Regions from separate parts of the Danio rerio genome. Here region 2 is linked to region 1. Evidence: chromatin contacts called from public Hi-C data. All regions are on one chromosome and are shown on one strand. Each heading gives the region's core, a stretch centred on a gene start, on an enhancer-like site or on the middle of the called end of the contact. The rest is flanking DNA. Distances are from core to core; before and after follow the strand shown. Region 1 holds the start of dnttip2 (deoxynucleotidyltransferase, terminal, interacting protein 2). Region 2 holds the start of bend5 (BEN domain containing 5).

The links. Hi-C and Micro-C count contacts between places; a contact is called where the count stands out from the background.
Region 2: a Hi-C map of hematopoietic stem cells shows a contact between it and region 1, with 2.6 times the contacts expected there. The contact joins the promoter of bend5 here to the promoter of dnttip2 in region 1. A contact is called at or near these places in 2 of 18 Hi-C or Micro-C datasets (caudal fin and hematopoietic stem cells) and 1 of 4 datasets of contacts at active chromatin or transcription factors (embryo).

What each region holds. Positions count from the first base shown.
Region 1 is chr8:17,041,659-17,044,420 of GRCz12tu, reverse strand. dnttip2 (deoxynucleotidyltransferase, terminal, interacting protein 2) reads right to left here and starts at 1,256. Exons shown (of 7, transcript NM_001145786.1): 1 at 1,128-1,256. The coding sequence starts at 1,205. It overlaps gclm (glutamate-cysteine ligase, modifier subunit), which reads right to left. Exons shown (of 7, transcript NM_199845.1): 7 at 1,878-2,762.
Region 2 is chr8:17,285,155-17,288,206 of GRCz12tu, reverse strand. bend5 (BEN domain containing 5) reads left to right here and starts at 1,745. Exons shown (of 6, transcript NM_001327767.1): 1 at 1,745-2,044. The coding sequence starts at 1,876. It also overlaps a transcript of agbl4 not described here.

The sequences.
Region 1 (2,762 bases), core at 7-2,506:
TTAGTTATTTGGTTATTTCAACAAATACCGTTTTGAATAAAAACTACCATTGCAAGACTTCAATTTTCGCCTCGTCATGACACTTTTATAAAATACAGGTTTAAAGAGATACATTTTGCCAAAATTTAACACAAAAATGTAAAATTCGGCCATATTGCTCAGACAACCAATTTTTGTTTATTTATTTTCTTAGAGTATGTTTCTTGTTAATATTTTGTGTTGTTTTTTCGACTCTCAGTCAAATATAAGTCTTGCACTCTTAAAAAAACTGTTTTGTTTTATTGCTTTGCGTTTATAGTTCGGGCTGTAAAAGAACAAATAAACATCTCACTCATGTAGTCACACTTTTACACCATCCTAGATTTTAGAGTCACACATTCAGATTTTCTCCTTAATAATAGTTTAAAAAAGTAGCATAGTAAACAAAAAGGGAGAATGTCACTGAACGAATATGCGAATATAAAACCAACTTCAGCGTTACCTCAATTTGCCTTGTCTGCTGCTTAAAAACGTATAAACGTAAACACTAAATCTACTTTAAGAAATGGCTAACGTTATTGAAAACAACTTATTTTGTTCTTCCCGTTTATAAAGTGTCTAAAACAGCCTTTTATTAGACATCACAACATGTGATGATCACATCACAAACATAAATAACGTCTTGATTGTGTGAGCAGAAAAACAAACAAAAAAAGAACAGAACTGGGATTACTTGACGTTTACATCAGTTTCAAATAAAGGTTGGAATTTAGATTTTTCTTATACTGTAATTACTGATGAAAATCTCTGATATCGTGATTACTGCAGAACAAAATATGAACACTCCACGCTACAGGAATATCACATATGGCGAGATATGGCTCTATTAATGCAATCATACATATGAGTGCATGACTTATATTTGACCGAGAGTCGAAAAAAACACAAAATATTAACAAGAAACATACTCTTAACTTTTATCGTTATTTAGAAGTTCAACGCGTTTTCCCACACATGTTCGGACATGTTTCCACACACACATGCGGCTTTTTTACCAATACACATAAAACGCCACAAAACAACCTCACACTGAACTCCAGCTAATAAAAACATAAACAACAATTAAAATGCATAATTGACAAACAGACCTTAGCGTTTTCAGAGTTTTCATCGCTGGTGTTTTTCACCGGGGAACCTGCGCGTGTTCCTCTTCTGGTGGCCACCATGTTGCCACTATGGCTCCGGACGCACTTCCGCCCACGAGACCCACGTTCTCCGAATGTACAGACGCGATTAATCGATGCACGAAAGCGAGCAGAATAGAGCGTTGGGTGAGTTGCAAATGATGATATGGATCCGCGTCCTGGTTCCACTGATAACAAGTTGTTTATAATGTACATTTAAATGTATGTTGTATATAAAAGTAAGGGTGTTTAATTGGGTAAAGTGGAAACCTGAGGACTTGAGACATTGTTTTTCTTTCATATTTACCCGAGCCATTGTTTTTGCTTGGTTCCTGTTTATTTTCACGGCGTTTTGTCTACTCAGTGTGTGTGTGGGTGTGTGTTGTTATTAAATGAATAGTTCACCCCAAAAATTTACTAACAATTCATCACCCTCAAATGATTCCCAACATTATGAGTTTAACACAAAATGGTGTAAACTTGTAATCATTTACATCCAAATTAGGAAAAACAAATGGAAGTCAATGGTTACAGGTTTCCACCATCCTTCCAAATATCTTCTCTTGTGTTCTACAGAAGTAAAAATAATAATAATGAAATAGATTTTATACAAGTGGAGGGTGAGTAAATTACATCATTTTCATCTTGGGGTGAAATATTCCTTAATGGGAGTTAAATTTATAAAATAAAATAAAAAGAATTACCACAGAAAAATCCATTTTCAATTGCGAAGTTTATAAACCAGATTAAAAATGTTCATCACAATATGGGAAAATAGTAATTACATGTACAGTACAAGAAACAATCTCTCTTATAGGATTGGATCCAACAGGAATTGCCATTACAATGAATAAATAACACAGGTAAAAATATATACTCTGACTACTCACTCCATACTGGAGCGATAAGCCTTGGTATTCTTCAAGTGTGGACTTTTGTTTCCAGTGTTTTTATATACACAATGAATCAAGGCTGTTTATGCCATGCATTTTAACAGCATACAGTTACATACCTTAATATTTATTTTATCTCAGGTAAGCAAAGCAAAGGGATGCAAAAGAGATAAAATGATAATAAAAATAATTCCAAGCAAAGCAAAAAATAAATTATACGAACATAAAAAACGCCAGCAGGACATTAAAATTAAAAGATTAAAAAAATCTAAAACTAATTCGGAAACAAATCTCTGTGGTAAACTTCTTGAAATAAAAAAAGTTTTCAACACAACCATAAGGGCATAAGGGTGTGAATGTCTTTTTTTTTTCTCCTGAAAACAAGGTCACGGGAACATTAAAACAGGCCCTGTACTTAAAATATTTGATTACAAAAACAACCTTTTGGTTCTTAAATCCTGATTTTCTATCCCATCAACCTATTGGATAATTACTGCAAATTAAACCAGGCAAAGTCAACAAAAAAAACAACAACAGAAAAGCAGGCACTTTGCATGTTTCTACACAAACAGCTCGCTGTCTAAATAATTGAAATCATCAGGAAAAATGCATCAAGTGATTTTTTTTGTTCCTCGGATAACTCAAATTCACTTTAGTGTGCTGACGAAGCCACCCATCAATGATGTAATAGAGGACAACAGTTTGG
Region 2 (3,052 bases), core at 496-2,995, 240 kb before region 1:
TGCCAGGAAAATCTGTAGAAATTGGCAGTAGTTGGTCCACCTGGATTCTTAGCTTTTTAAATGCTGTTTGAGAATAAGAAAGACGATTGTGCCAGATTTGTTACTGATTTGACAATATGACGTTTATTGTGACTCTTGTGAGTTGTTGAAATATCAAGATTCTGGTTTTGCATGCTCAAAATATAGTCGCCAAGTGAGCAGCCTTTTCTTAAAAGTAATTTTGACTGTAGATGGATTAATTAGTAATTATATACATCAGTTTTAGTCCTCAAACCTGATGCATCTGTCTGTAAACAACTGTACATTAGGAAAAAAAGGTATTTTATACTGGAAACACTTTTGATAGTACTCATTTTACATTATTTATCATGCGTTTATAACAACATTATCAGACAGTTTCTTATTTGATATGGAATGACTACAAAAGCCCACCTTTTTGTACACCTTGCTATGTTTTGTGGGACATATAAAAACAACACGCTGCATTCATCAATATATTTAATGAATTATTAGCCAGTGCATTGTTTAAAAAGAATTAGCATTATTTGATATCTCATATCTAAATCTTTAATTTTCAAAAGAAACTAGAAACTATTTATTAAAATTATTTGCAGACCTCAAATAACCCCAAAATTGTTAGACCAGTATAGTGCAATAATATTGGTATGTTTATCATTACTGTAATTATTACTGTACTGTAAATATGAGATGTAATGTAGAATTTGAAGATCAGTTCAGAGAAGAGCACAGGCCTAGAAGTAATTAGTGACACGTACAGACTCATTATGCTACTGCAGATGCAAGCTGAAAGACAAGAAAGCCAGTTTTAAACTGGTTTTGCGCATACTGGTATAACAAAGTCTAGAATAAGAAAGGATTTCATAACAGGGTGTGGTACAGTAAATTACACTAGTCATGTAGAGAATCCAAATGTACTTATTCTTAAAAAATAATAATGATCTGCATGAACACTGAAAATAGCTCTTGCCACTGATTTTGTAATACTACTGCCACAAAATACAATACCAAGAGCATTTCAAACTAATGCACAAAGGTAATTTCTCCTCTCATTCAGTATTCTCTGGTTAATACATTTGTTGTGAAACCTTATTATCTGAAATGTTCTAATTTATTATTTATTTTATAGGTTCCTCAGTGTATAAAAAGTGGATATTATTTGTATTATACTATGATATTAGTATAATGATTATTATTAACACATTAAGTTAATTTAATTTTAACATGATATTTACTTTTGATGTCTTTTGTTGTTATAATTACCAGCATATGACAAGCAGAATACAATTGAAAAACTCCCAATCAAACTCTCTAAATTTCACCAACAAGTGCTTACAACATGGAGACTAATTTATAAACACAACTTCTGCCCACATAGTTTTCTTTTTTGGAATAATACCAATGTCTTGTATAGAAATAAGTCACTATTATTTTATAACTTTTGTTAAGAACTAAAATTGGAAAAATGTGCGTAATACATTGGCATGTATTTCTACCCTCTCCTCTGTTTTTTATTTTCTTTTTCTTTTTATTAAATTTCTTTTTTTCATTTATTCTATTCTTTTTAAGAAATGTAAAGTGATTTTGTTGTATAAGAAAACTTCTTGTTAATAATAAAAAAGAAAAGCTGAACCCCCCAAATAAACCTCTGATCACTTCTCGTTTGATTAGTACAGTCTGAAGCGACGAGGCTCTGCATTTCCTCAACCGAGACGCACCAGCCAGACAGAACCAGTCGATCGCAGAGGCCTCCCCACTGTCTCCCCCCTCTTTGTGTTTATATATGTTTTTTAAAATCTTTTTTGAGGGAAACTGTCAAGCCCTATCCCAAAGAGCAGGGACCAAAGAGCAAAAATAATGTACGCGTTCGTGCGTTTCTTGGAGGACGATATGTGCTACGCGTTACCTGTGTCAGACGTGAAAGATTTCCAGCCTGTGCACAAAAGAGATTTTGATGATCAGAAGGTGTATGTGGTGCTGAGAGGCGCAGGCCAGCCTGCCAAAGCACACATCCTCGCCCTGGCAGGTGAGTTCTGCTCTTCTCTTTATGTTATATACAATGATAACCTTTATGCATAACTGTATCATTCGTGACGGTGGTGTTTAATGTTTAACAGATCCTATGAAATGTCAGGCAACTTTGTCAATTTTATTTTTCCTTTTTTTCCGGTGCATTAAAATATGCGAAGCATCATAATCATGACATGATATGAAAAGTTATCACATAAAATGTCATTTAATTTTCACGTGAGCTACACGAACATGCGTTATGAGAAGATTTAACGATAAAATCTGCGATGTTTTGATATGATCAATACATGCAGACGGAGAAAGTGTCAAATTTGTGTTTTTAGCTTGCCGTGTTAGCGGAGGTTGTTTTAGACAAACTTGTCTATGTTTACTTTTGACAAGCACGACAGTCTGATTCTAAACTAACGACACTGCCTGTCGAATAAGCAATGACAAGTTGAAACGAAAATAAGAGGGTTTTAAAAGGAGGCTCAAGATGCTAAGCGGTTGTTAGCTTGCTGCTAACGTTTCCTTCATTTGTCGGCAGTGCACAGAAGCTGAACAGCTACTAAATACATCAAATTATATCCCTGACAGCATGTCTAAACTGCTAACGATACGAAGAAGTAAATATGATAATCAGAAAGTCATGTATTGTAATGTTTGTTGTGTTTGTATTAAGCAGCTAGGTTACTCTCATCCTATTAGCTAGCAAGATGAAGGTTATTTTCTGTCGCCTTTATTTTTTACGCCCTTCATTTTGTTTGAAACCTTCCGTCAGCATGGTGTACTGTTAAATTATAACCAGCATATCTTGCTATAAGTATTGCAGTATACGTGGTTTAAATCAAAGTTGGTGGCAGATCTGTTATCATGTGACACTTCCTCCTTTAGTTGGGGGAAAAAGAAAAAAAAAGAAAAACTGGCCACTTTCACTGCTGCCACTCTTCAATCAGGACCGTTTAGATACATTACTAATCTACATGTGTGGCTTAACCTGCTCTTACAACCCTGATCTCGTTAG